Regions from separate parts of the Mus musculus genome. Here region 1 is linked to region 2. The links are chromatin contacts, called in public ChIA-PET maps. All regions are on one chromosome and are shown on one strand. The core of a region is the stretch at or near the end of the contact, and the rest is flanking DNA. Distances in the headings are between cores, read along the strand shown.

Region 1 (6,802 bases), core at 626-3,125, 170 kb after region 2:
CCACAGACTTATTTTTGTTACTATTTCATAGCTGTAATTTTGCTACTGAATTGTAATGTAAATATCTGCGTTTTCTGATGGTCTTAGGCAACCTCTGTGAAATGGCTGTTTGATCCCACAAAGGGGTCAAGACCCACAGGTTAAGGACTGCAGATATTGATGAGATTATTGATGGAGAGGGTACATAATTGCAGAGGGAAATGAAAATAGCAGAAAGAACAAAAAAGAGAGAGAGAGAGAGCCATCTTTACGGTGTTTTGATTCCTAGAAAGCTGCTTTTTTATTTGCATAGGCTCCAACTCTTCCCTGGTTCCCACAAAACGGGGGTCCATGAGTAAAGGCCCTTTAACCATACTCGCCAAGATGTGGACAAGTCCCTTTTTATCTTTCAGTTAAGATACTTTTCAAGCCTGGTGTGGTGGCACATACCTTAAATCCCATCACTCAGGAGGCTGAGACAGGCTGCTCTCTGTGAGAGGCCAACCTGGTTTACAAAGTGAATTCCAGGACATTGAGAGCTGTGCAATAAAGAAAACCATGTCTCAAAAAATGTTTCTTTTGGTTTTTCAAGACAGGCTTTCTCTGTGTAGCCCTAGCTGTCCTAGAACCCTCTGTAGACCATGCTGGCTTGGAACTCAAGAGATCCACCTGCTTCTGCCCCCACCCCTCAGTACTGGGATTAAAGGCGTACGCAGGCGCAGCTCAAAAAGACCCCCCCTTCCCTTTTGAGATAGGGTATCTCCATATTGCCCAGGGTTTCCTGGAAATATGTGGACCAGACTAGCCTCAAACTCACCAAGATCCTCCTGCCTCAGCTTCCTGAGTGCCGAGATTAAAGGTATGGGCTACCAAGCTTGGCAAGGGAACAAGAAAACTTCCCAAGTAATGTTTGTGGGTCACCTCATAAACAACAACACATTTTACACAGATTGACATATTTTATCTTGTAAATTGTAAAGTTTTAAGATTTCTGATCCTGAATTTACATTGAACCTATTCAAGGAACTTAATCAAATCAACTTTTCCAAACTAGAGAGGGCTCAGGCATTGGACCTCACTCACTACCTGGAGCTAAGCCTGGCATGGACCTTTAGGGATTAAGAGTGGTGGGCAGTGAGCAGGGTGTGGTGGCGCACGCCTTTGATCCCAGCACTTGGGAGGCAGAGGCAGGAGAATTTCTGAGTTCGAGGCCAGCCTGGTCTACAGAGTGAGTTCCAGGACAGCCAGGGCTACACGGAGAAACATTGTCTCGAAAAACCAAAAAAAAAAAGGTGGTGGGCAGAATCGGCCTCCCTTCCTGGTCTCCCAAGCCTGTCAAGACCCGGGTGGGTGCTTTTATTTTGTCAAGTGCTGCCCTCCTGTAGTTCCTCCAACCACTCTAGCCCAGGCTTCGTCCACCCCTTTTCAGGCTTGCAGAGGGGGAAAAAAGCCCAGGGAAGACCCCGCCCTTTCCCAGAGCTGTACGATGTGTTTAGAATATGGCTGATAACTAAGACAAATGTGCTTGCGAACTGGAAAAAAAACAACTTGGAATCCTGACAGCTTTCTGAAAATCCGGCCCCATGATGGCCGTCCCTACTCTTTCTTAGCTAGTCTTTCGTTTTAGTGCTCAAAAGTGGCCATGTGACCTTGACGGCAAACGCCATCTTCCTGCCAGGGGGCCCTGCGCGCGTCCGTAGCCTTGGCCGCCGCCAGCGCCCAAGCTTTTCGGATCTCAGCAGCTTTAGACCGCCTCCCAAGACCCCTTTTCCGGTCTGCGAGGCCTGAGAGACTCTCAGATCATTGGTGGAGAAAGTATGATTGACACCATCCCTGTCTAATGACTGGCTACCTCTTTTCCCGGCTCTGATGACTAGTTCCGCTTCCTTTCCCCGAGTCTTTTTGATGACTCATCCCTCTGTCTGCGCTGCGCAAAGTGGCCTTTCCCGGCCCCGCCCCTGCTGCCCGCCACCCTCCGCCCCCGCCAAAGAGAAGGAGCTTCGGGAATTTTATCTGAAGGCGCGCGCGCGCCCGCGCGCCCCCCTTCTCCGCCCCGCCCCCCGCCGCCGCCGCCAGCGTGCGCGCGTGCGTGTGTGTGTGCGTGTGCCTGTATGTGTGTGTGTGTGTGTGTGTGCCTATGTGTGTGTGTGTGCCTATGTGTGTGTGTGTGTGTGTGTGTACTTGAAGCTAAAACACTTATTTCCGCACAGGAAGGAGTCTCATTTCCATATAAGGAGCTTAACCCCTCACTGTCCTTTGAGGTTTCTGTCTTACTTGTTGGAGGCCGGGGAAGGAAAAATGATTGGGAGGGGGACTGCCTCGGCTTCCACTTCAGCCCCAGATCACAGGGGGCTGCCTTTGCTCCAGCTGCCAGCCACTCTGAGGGAGGAGCCTGGAAAGGTGGAGTTAGGTGGAGGCTTTCGGATCATTCTGTAGGTCTCTGGGGACATACGTGTCAATCATATAGGACAACCTTAACAAAGATTGTAATCCTAAAGAGGAATCCAGCCTTCGGTAGATAATGGAGAAAACAGAGAGCCCAGGCAGAGCGAAGAAGCTGCTGGATTCAGATGAAAGGATGGATGTCTACCTGAGCCAGGGGCCCTATGTCATCCATGCTCCTGCGTGCCCTTACAGCATGTTTTCCCCGACTGGGTTAAATGAAGCCAGAAGCTGTGTAAAGGGAGCTGGCTACACTTGTCTCCTTTAGGCTGCTTCCTGTAGTCTCGTTTTGCTTCTTCATGCTCAGACATCACTTCTCCGCCAAGTTTCTTATCCCACAGGTAAAGCTGCCTGAAAGTAGCAGTGTAGCCTAGGGTTTCATAGGCTCTGTGTGCAGTAAACACCCATAAGCCTGAGTATTGCATCAAAGAATGGAGATTTCCGAACCACATACACTGAGGTGTGGTGGTTAGGAGGGGGCTGAGTTTTTATCTTCCATCTCTAGTTCTCCCTGTAGAGGTCCCCTGGCTGAATCCCACCCACCGTTCATTTGCATTGTCCAGGCTCGACCCTCTACCTTCTGCATGGAATAGCCAAGGAACAGGAAAGAGGCAACATGTGTTTTGCCCATGCTGGGGTAAAGGGTCAGTGCAGACACAAATCCTCCTTGGCTTTTGTTTCCGATTTTGACCATTTCAAGAATCAGCACACGAATGGTGGAAATTTAGACTTTTCCCATTGCGCTGATAGGCTGTGTGATCCTCTGCCGGGATGCTGGGCTGTGGTATAATCCCCCTGGCAACTGGAATATTCTACTAGGAGACGTGTACCCTTGCCTAATGCTATCAACTGCTTCCAGTTTCTCCTCTTTATTATAAAGCGTTTCTCCACTCACTGCCTTGCCTTTGTTAATTTACCCACGGTACCTGCTCTGATGGTCAAAGACAACCAGGGCTGAGTGACACTGAAGATGTAGAAGGTTAACACATGATGGATAAGAGAATGGGGAGCAGGCAAGTGTGAAAAACAGGCAGTCACAATGTTTTATACTGTCCACATATCTGGGAGTAGCGCTAGTGGGGAGGGGCGGTAATCACAGTAAGTATAATGATTGTGGTACTTGTCAGTCTTAGATGTTTCTAGGCAGATTGGGAACTGCAAGGCCATTGGCTTTCAACTGTAAGAATTCCTAGAGGATGTTGCATTTGTTTTAAATATTTACTAATTTGTGTGTATGCTCACATGCATGCGTGTGTGTATGTGTGTGTGTGTGCGTGCATGCATGCCATTGCACAGATGTGGAGGTCAGAGGACACCTTTAGAGAGTTCGAGTTCTTTCCTTTTACCATGAGTCTCTAAGGGAAAGAACGAAAGTTGTCAGGCTTGGTGAAAAGTGCCTTTAGATACTGAGCCTACTTGTTTTCCAAGATGTGATATTTAAGAAATAGCCCAACAGAAGCTGGAAGGTGGGTTGTTAATTAAAAGCACAATCTTGCCAGGCATGGTGGCGCACGCCTTTAATCCCAGCACTTGGGAGGCAGAGGCAGGTGGATTTCTCTGATGCCCTCTTCTGGCCTCTTCAGGTACTGCATGCACATGGTACACAGGCATACATGCAAGCAAAACACCAATTCACACAAAAATTTTAAAGGGGATGGTGGTGAAAAGATCATCAATTAACAGCACTTGTTTTTACAGAGGACTTGGATTCAGTTGTCAGCACCCACACGGTCCTCCAAATCTCGAGCCTCAGGAGCTCCAGCACCTTCCGAATTAGGAGGGCACCTGGAGTGCTCCTGCTGCCCAGATGTACCTGTGAACAAAACACTCACACACATGAATAAATCTTAATTTTTAAATGTTTAATTAGTGTATTTAATGTATATGAGTGCTCTACCTGCATGTAAACATGCGTGCCAGAGAGGGCATCGGACCCCATTACAGATGGTTGTGAGCCTCCATGTGGTTGCTGAGAATTGAACTCAGGAACTCTGGAAGAGCAGACAGGGCTCTTAACTGCTTAGCCATCTCTCCAGCCCATAATATTTATTTATTTATTTATTTATGGTTTTTCGAGACAGGGTTTCTTCTCTGTATAGCCCTGGCTGTCCTGGAACTCACTTTGTAGACCAGGCTGGCCTTGAACTCAGAAATCCACCTGCCTCTGCCTCCCGAGTGCTAGGATTAAAGGCGTGTGCCACCACACCCGGCTCCATAATTTTTTTTTTAAGAGCAAAATGAAAAGAAAAAGTAGGCCAACAAAGTGACCTTAAGGGTTTGCAACCTAAGGTGCAAGTGGGACAGCAGGAATTGTTATTTCTTCTCCTCCACCTTTCTAACACACATTGGATGAACGGCAATCCTGTCTTCAATACTGGAAATGTAGAAATTGTAGTCACAGGATATGTTTTATGTGCCAGGTACTGTGTTATGTGCCTTAAGGAAAAAGCCTTGCCTTATGCTGATTCAATTTACAACGTTTTGGATAATCCAATGGGAAGAAATCAATAAAAAATGATAGAAATTTTGACTTTTCCTAGTCTACTGATGGGCTGTGGGGTCCTGTCAGGATGCTGGGCTGTGGTATAATCACCTTGGCAGCTGGAATATCCGACTAAGAGACTTATGCCCCTGTCTTCTGCTACCAGACTATTTAAACAATGGACAGCAAAGAGTCAAAATTTCCCAGTAATCTTTCCCATGCTAGGAGAAGGGGAAACGTGAAGTCCTGATGGCAGCCAAAGGAGGAACTTGTTTACCAGGAAAATATTCCGTATAGTTCTGGAAATTTATCAGACCATCTTGTTGAATAGACTGAGTCAAACCACACCTTCAAAGGGCTACTTAAGTATACATACATGTCTCTTGCCCTTCATTGAAATTTGAATTTCATGTTAGCACCCCAGAAAATGGCCTTGGGGGGGGGTCATTGGATCCTTTATTTGTTTCACTTCTCAAAGTGATCCCATTGAATAAATCTCTTTTCTCAGCTTTCTCTAACACTTGTCTCTGGTTGGTGAGACAAGCAGCTAAGTGTACGTAGCTTGTTGAGATTGCCAGAGGTGCAGCAGCTTTTCCCTAAGAACTCCTGTTTACAGTGGAAGTGAGCCCAGCTCCTAATCAGCTGAAGGTTCGTGATCCTCAGGGAGAACATTAGGATTCCGTAGTATATTGAACTATGATGTTTGATAGGTTCAGTATATTAAAGAACCTTTCAACCTAGGATATTTCCAACTTATGAGGTTGGATTGGAGCTTCTGACCCTTCCACATCTGCTCTGAGTGTTGGGTTTACAGGGCTGTGTCACCATGCTTCCTATGTGTCACTCAGTTCCCATGGTGGAGCTAGTGGTGTAGTTCAGTAGATAGCAGTTGCCTAGCATGTGTGAGGCCCTGGGTTCAATCCTCAGCACCACAAAAAAATTACAGTGATCTTCTCATGGTATATTATTACCATTATTATTGGTTTTTTTCATGACAAGGTTTCTCTGTGTAACTGAGTACTGGTTGTCCTGGAATTTAGTGAGCACTTTGTAGACCAGGCTGTAGGCTCACAGAGATCCAAGTGTCTCTGATGGCATAGGTATTGTTATGCTGCTCCCCCCCTTTTTTGATACAGGGTTTCTCTGTGTAGCGCTGGCTATCCTGGAATTTGCTCTGTAGACCAGGCTGGCCTCAAGTTCATAGAGATCTGCTGGCCTCTGCCTCCCAAGCTCTGGGACTGAAGGTGTGCCCACCACAGCCATCTTATCCCTCTTATTTAAAAATGTATATTTAAGCCGGGCGTGGTGGCACACGCCTTTGATCCCAGCACTCGGGAGGCAGAGGCACGTGGATTTCTGAGTTCGAGGCCAGCCTGGTCTACAGAGTAAGTTCCAGGACAGCCAGGGCTATACAGAGAAACCCTGTCTCAAAAAGCCAAAAAAAAGTATATTTATTTTGTTATTTTTATGTGTCTGTTTCTGTGTGTATGCTGCCTATGCATGCATTCCTTGTAGAAGCCAGAAGAGAACATTAGGTCCCCTAGAGCTAGAGTGGTTGTGAGCCCTCTGAAGTGAGTGCTGAGCCATCTCTCCAGCCCTATCCTGTCCATTTTCTAGATAATAAAGCTGTGATTCAAAGGGATAAAGTGACCTGCTCCAAGATCATTAGAGTAGTTGTAAGCAGAAGAGTTGGAACTTGAACATTGGAAGTCACAAAGTATAGCCTATGGTGGTGGTTTGTATATGCTTGGCCCAGAGAGTGGCACTATTAGGAGGTGTGGCCTTGTTGGAGTAGGTGTGTCACTGTGGGCATGGGCTTTAAGACCCTCATCCTAACTGCCTGGAAGTCAGTATTCTGCTAGCAGCCTTCAGATGAAAATGTAGAACTCTCAGCTCCTC
Region 2 (6,571 bases), core at 2,132-4,631:
ATTCTTCTGCTTCTACAGGTGTGTACTACCATGGCCCTTTTAGAATTTTGACTTATAATTATTTATCTGCTACATCCTCCAATGTCTCTCCTAAGTATGATCTCATGATCACATTTTCCTGTACTTCATTAACATATGGAACACATTCATAACTAGCTCCATGTCATGGTTGGCTGATTCCATCATGCATTTTCTTCCTGGGTAATCTATTAATTGACTTTGCTTATAATTATGGAAAACATTCCCTTGCTTTGCATACCTAATAATTTGTTACTGGATGTCAGTGAATTTTGTGGTTTTGGGTGCTGATTTTTTTTCTTTATTATTCCTTTAAACATATTTGAGGTTGGTTCTGAGATGCAGTTAGGTTCCTTAGAGATAGTTTCTTTGAGACTTGCTTTTAAGTTTTATTAAACAAGCCCAGAGGAACCTTTGGCCTAGAGCAAACACGTCCCCACTCTTGAAATAATACCCTTCTAAGTACTCAAATCAACTTCCAGTGCTTTGCACTCTCAGATCTGCTCCTTTCTGATGGTTCCTTCCCTGGTGTCAGGTTAGCACTTCATGTGCTGAGGCACTCCCTGCTGCATACTGTAGCTCTCAGGAAGGCACACTTGATTTCCCCTGCTTTACTGTATACCCTACAAATCCTAGCCATCAGACTTACCTGAATAAATTCTGAAACCTGTCTCCCAAATCAAGAATGCTAGGTGTTAGCCAGGCTCCCCTGCTCTGAATTATGGTTTCACATATTTTGTCCAGGTTTATAATTAAAGACAAAGGGTAATTCAGTCCTTGTTACTTATCCCATCATAATCACAGGCATTGGTTCTTACCCTTCTGAAAAGATCATTATATCCACTGTGGAAAAACATAAGATTGTAGAACTGCACAGGCAGACAGAGGAAAGGTAAGCTACAATACTAATGCAGGGAAGAAATGATTGGCTGAATATAACTGTGATAGTCTGTATATGCTTGGCCCACGGAGTAGCAGTATTAGAAGGTATGGCCTTGTTGGAGTAGGTGTGTCACTGTGATCATGAGCTTAAGACCCTCATCCTAGCTGCCTGGAAGTCAGTCTTCCACTAGCAGCCTTCAGATGAAGACATAGAACTCTCAGCTCCGCCTGCACCATGCCTGCCTGGATGCTGCCATGCTCCTACCTTGATGATAATGGACTGAACTTCTGAACCTGTAAGCCAGCCCCAATGAAATGTCATTTATAAGAGTTACCTTGGTCATGGTGTCTGTTCACAGCAGCAAAACCCTAAGACACCTCTCTTCTGTGATGTTCCTTGAGTCTTGGAGGGTTGAGCACTCAACTGTCACTTGTCACAACACTTTGACTATTTATGAGTCTCTGCACTGACCATCGCCCACTGAAGCTTCTCTTTAGTGTTGTTGAGAACAGCATTAAATCTATGGTTTGAATAAAAATGCACCCATAGGTTTATATATTTGAATGCTTTCTCACTAAAGAATGTCACTATTTAAAAAGTATTAGGAGGTGTGGCCTTGGAGGAAGTGTGTCAATGGGGATGGGCCTTGAAGCTTCAAAACCCAAGCCAGACTTAGTGGCTTTCTTCTCTGTTCCTGTGGATCTGTTTGTAGAACTCTCAGCTCCTTCTCCAGCACTATGTCTGCCTATGTGCCACCATGCTGATAATGGACTAAATCTCTGAAACTATAAGCAAGTCCAAATTAAATGGGTTTTTTGTTTTGTTTTGTTTTGTTTTGTTGTTTTTAAATAAGACTTGCCTTGGAGCCAGGCAGTGGTGGCGCACGCCTTTAATCCCAGCACTTGGGAGGCAGAGGCAGGTGGATTTCTGAGTTTGAGGCCAGCCTGGTCTACAAAGTGAGTTCCAGGACAGGCAGGGCTATACAGAGAAACCCTGTCTCGAAAAACCGAAAAAAAGGAAAAAAAAAAAAAAAAAAAAAGAAGTCAGGACAGGAATTCAAGCAGGGCAGAAACCTGGAGGCAGGAGCTGATGCAGAGACCATGGAGGGATGCTGTTTACTGGCTTGCTCATAATGACTTGATCAGCCTGCTTTCTTACAGAACCCAGAACCACCAGCCTATAGATGGAAACACACACAATGGGCTGGGCCCTCCAACATCAATTACTAATTAAGAAAATGCTCTATAGGCTTGCATACAACCTGCTCTTATAGCAGCATTTTCTCAATTGAGGATCCCTCCTCTCGGAGGACTACAGCTTGTGTCATGTTGACACAAATCTAGCCTTACAATGACTTTTCTCCCCTCAGAGTCTGCAGAGAAACCCCCAGCACTCTGAAAGTTTGCCAGCAGGAAGGAAGGTTCCAGGTCAGTTCAAGTTGATTTCTCCATGTCCTGCAAGGGAAGTGTGTCTTCAGCGAGAGAGACTCTTACCATCTGGCTATGGTGAGCAATGAAGAGCAATGCCAACAGCCTGTTTGCCACATCATGCTCCTCTCCAGGGATTGACCTAACTAGGGCAGCAAAGGAATGAAGAAAGGACAGACACAGAAAAGCTGAGAGGGGCGAAGTGTGCTCTGTGATGGAGAAGCTGCAGTACCCCCTGCCTTTGACAGCAGCGTGTTGAACATACATAGCTGAACAGGGAAGCAGAGTTATTGCATACTGTTGAAGCAAGGAGGCAGGTTTAGCTAATCTTGGTAGAAGCAACATGGGGAGGAGGCACTACACTTGGACATTTTCTGCACCCACTGTCAATATTTGTGCTCAGACAAGGACATCCATTTCCCTGAGCCTACTTCAAGAAAGACTTTACAATTCCTATAGGTCAAAAGCATTGGGATCCTTTACGTGGGCAAGCCCATTGTCAATACACATTTACTCAGGAGTTTACTCACTCAGAGCTCCCTCTGTTCCCCGGACCTGTGTTCTGTTGGTGGCCTCTGAGGCCTATCTGACCAATAACTCATATGGAGGTATCCCACTGGCACTGAAATTTTCATTTAATAACCCATGTTTTCTGTGGGGAACATTGAATAGAGGGTACCTTCATTCAAACTTTTAAACTATAAAGTATACATTATTATTTTGTATGTATGTGAGTGTCTTGCAAGCATGCATGCCTTTGCACTCTCTCTCTCTGTGTGTGTGTGTGTGTGTGTGTGTGTGTGTGTGTGTGTGTGAATCTAGGTGCCCACACAGGCCGGAAGCACTGAATTCCCCAGAGCTAGAGCTACCTGCCGTGGCTGCTGGAAACTGAACTAGGGTTCTCTGGAAAAACAGCAAATGCTCTTAATCACTGAATCATCTCTCTAGCTCCGTAATTTATATTTTTAATTAATACAAAGCACTAGGTTTCTTTTTTAATAAATAAAATCACTTTATTCTAATTAGCTTACAAACAAACACATCACACAGCTAAAGTGAAACCACTCAAACACTTAACCGATCCTAAATTCTATAAATCACAGTGGAAATACAGTTAGAAATGCCATTCATAAAGCAAATGGAATATCACTTAGGGTTTTACACATTTCTTATTCATTTTCATTCACTTATTCACCACAACAAAAGAAAAAAGTACAATGAAGTTGAAATTAGAAAAAGAAGTTTGCATGCGGCTTTTTCATACATGCCTACTTCCTTCCTTCCTCCACTCCCATCCGCTATGCTCCACCCTCATCCTTTTTTAACCCTTGAGCCCCAAGTAGTCTCCTCCTTTACTTTAATATCACATGCTCTACTATCCTCTCCCCCAAGTGAGGCTTCTTCCCATCATTTTCCAGTTTTCTGACCTCTATAGACATTCAAATTAAATACATAAATATAAAAATGTGAGGCTAGGACTCACATATGAGAAAGAACACGTACCATTTGTAATGCTAGGCCTGGGTTACCCCACTCAAGGTGATTTTTCTAGTTCCATCCATTTTCCTACAAATTTCATTTTGCTTTACAGCTGAATAAATTCCCGTTGTGTAAATGTACCATGTTTCATTATATATCAGTAGATAGGCATTTAAGCTGATTCCATCCCCTAGCTATTATGAGTAGATAGAGCAACAATGAATATGAATGTGCAAGTATCCCTGTTATAAGACATAAAGTCCTTTGGGTGTGTGCCCAGGTATAGCCCAGTCATATGGTAATTCTATTTGTACCTTTTTGAGAACAGTTCATACTGATTTCCATAATGGCTACACTAGTTTACACTCCCACCAATGGTATATTAAGGCTCCTCCTTTCCCTGAATCCTTGCCAGTATTTGTTGTTTTCTAGTTTTGTTTTGTTGTTGTTTTGTTTGATGATAGCCATTTTGACTGGGGTGAAATGAAAACCCAAAGCACTTTTAATTTGCCCTTCCCTGATGACTAATGATGTTGAGCACTTTTAAAAGTTTTTATTACTGACTCGTATTTCTTCTGAGAACTCTCTTTCCATTGCATAACTCCTTTTTTGAATGGGTTGTTTTCTTCCTTCCTTCCTTCCATCTTTCCTTCCTTGAGACAGGGTCTCACTGTGCAGCCCTGGCTGTCCTGGAACTCACTCTGTAGACCAGGCTGGCCTCAAACTCAAAGAAAACCACCTGCTTCTGCCTCCCAAGTGCGGGGATTAAAGACATAAGCCACCATGTCAGTCTTGTTTGTTTTCTTGATGTTTAGTTTTCTTGAGTTCTTTGTTTAGATACTAATCCTCTCGGATATATAATTAGAAAATATTTTTCAGAGGCGGGCGGGTTTCTGAGTTCAAGGCCAGCCTGGTCTACAAAGTGAGTTCCAGGTCAGCCGGGTCTACACAGAGAAAGCCTGTCTCGAAAAACCAAAAAAAAAAAAAAAAAAAAAAGAAAAGAAAAGAAAATATTTTTCCCATTCTGTAGGTTGTCTCTACACTTGATTGACAATTTCTGTTGGAGTCTTTTTAGAGAAAAATACTTATTTCTATTGTTTTGGCGTATGTGTGCACACCTTTGACTGTAGGTAGGTATGTGCACGTGTGAGTGTAGGAGCCATGGAGTCATCTCATGCTTCTACATGCAAATATCCAGTTTTCCCACACTTGTTTGCTGCAAATGTTCTCTTTTCTCCAAGATCTGGTGGCTGTAATTATGTGGCCTTGTATCTGGATCCGGTAATTCATTTAGTTGATCTATATGGATGCTTTTGTGCCAGTACCATAATGCTTTTTTACTATAGCCTTGTAGAATAACTTGAAATGAGGTACAGTGATAGCTCCAGCTGTATTCTTTTTGCTCAGGATTGCCCCAGTTATCTGGGGTCTTTTATGCTTCATATGAATTTTAACAATTTTAATTTCTGTGGAGAATATCACTGGGATTGGGACTGGGGTTGCACTGAATCTGTATGTTGGTTTTGTCAGGATGGCCAATTTTGCAATCTTAATTCTTCAGATCCATGAGCACAAGAGGCCTTTCCATTGGAGATACCTTTCACATCCCTGGTTAGGCTTAGTCCAAAGTATTTTTATGCTATTGAGAATGGAATTGTTTCTATTATTTCTTTCTCAGTATGCCTGTCATTGACACATAGGAAAGATGCTAATTTTATACATTAACTTTGTATCCTCCCACTTTGCTGAGAGTGTTTTATCAGTCCCAAGAGTTTTCTGGTGGAGTCTTTAGGGGCTCTTAAGTAAATAGAGTTATTTTCGCTTCCTTCATTCCTATTTGTATCCCTTTTGTTTGCTTATCATCTTATTGCTCTAGCAAATATTTCCAGCACCATATTGAATAGATGTAGAAAGAGTAGACTCTCTGCCTTTTTCCTGATCTTAGTAGGAATGCTTTCAGTTTTTTCCATTTATTATGATGTTGGCTATGTTTATCACATACATAGCCTTTATTATGTTAAGATTCTTTTATTTTTTTATTCGGAGCTTCTTGGGAATTTTTAACATGCAGAGATGTTAGATTTTGTCAAAAAAGCCTTTTCTAGGTCTATCAAGGTGACAATGTGATTTCTGTTCTTGAGTTAACTTATGAAATTTATAACACTTACATATATTGGACAATACCTACATCTCTGGAATAAAACCAACTTGATCATGGTGAATGTTTTGGGGGGAGTTTGTTGTTGGAGATAAGGTCTTACTACATAGCCCTGGCTGTCCTGGAACGAACTCTGTAGACCAGGCTGGCCTTAAACTCAGAGGTCCGACTACCTCTGCCTCCCAAGTGTTGGGATTAACAGTGTGCATCACTATGCCTAACCCATGAATAATCTTTTTTACGTGTTTTTGAGCTGTGTTTGCAGAGGGTATCTCACTGAACCTGGAACTCGCTAATTCAGCTTTATTGGTTAGCAAATAACATTTTGACAGGGGTTCTGGAGAGCCAACTCAAGTTTTCATGCTTGCACTGTAAGAACTTTACCCACTAAGCCATCTCCCCAGTCACTGAAACATTTTGACAACATATTTTATTTAACAGAAAGTGCCCAAAATAATGTAATTTTAACATGGAAGCAATATAAATAGTTACTTTAACATTTTAAAAGGTCCTTGAAATGTTCCACATAACTTTAAAATATAAGCAATATGAAAAAAGGAATAAATTACTAATCTTGCATTCTTTTTTTTAAGTCAGTGAAATGTT

The links. ChIA-PET counts read pairs in DNA pulled down with a chosen protein or histone mark.
Region 1: a contact with region 2 is called in an RNA polymerase II ChIA-PET map of memory CD8 T cells, with 75 read pairs. The contact joins two enhancer-like sites. A contact is called at or near these places in 3 of 484 Hi-C or Micro-C datasets (bone marrow-derived macrophages, embryonic fibroblasts and reprogramming fibroblasts), 10 of 115 datasets of contacts at active chromatin or transcription factors (the 230-238 cell line, the NIH/3T3 cell line, T-cell acute lymphoblastic leukemia and 5 more) and 1 of 9 other capture datasets (embryonic stem cells).

What each region holds. Positions count from the first base shown.
Region 1 is chrX:101,330,811-101,337,612 of GRCm38.p6, forward strand. No RefSeq gene overlaps it. Among named protein-coding and RNA genes, the nearest start is that of Gm31385, 3.9 kb to the right of the region's middle. Within about 2 kb of position 1,876, at least 396 of the 459 cell types and tissues checked have an H3K27ac peak or open chromatin away from gene starts, as enhancers often do. A contact at or near this core is called in the 230-238 cell line, bone marrow-derived macrophages, memory CD8 T cells and 1 more, where this site is marked.
Region 2 is chrX:101,160,315-101,166,885 of GRCm38.p6, forward strand. It overlaps a transcript of Snx12 not described here. Among named protein-coding and RNA genes, the nearest start is that of Gm24061, 22 kb to the left of the region's middle. Within about 2 kb of position 3,382, at least 18 of the 459 cell types and tissues checked have an H3K27ac peak or open chromatin away from gene starts, as enhancers often do. A contact at or near this core is called in the 230-238 cell line, bone marrow-derived macrophages, memory CD8 T cells and 1 more, where this site is marked.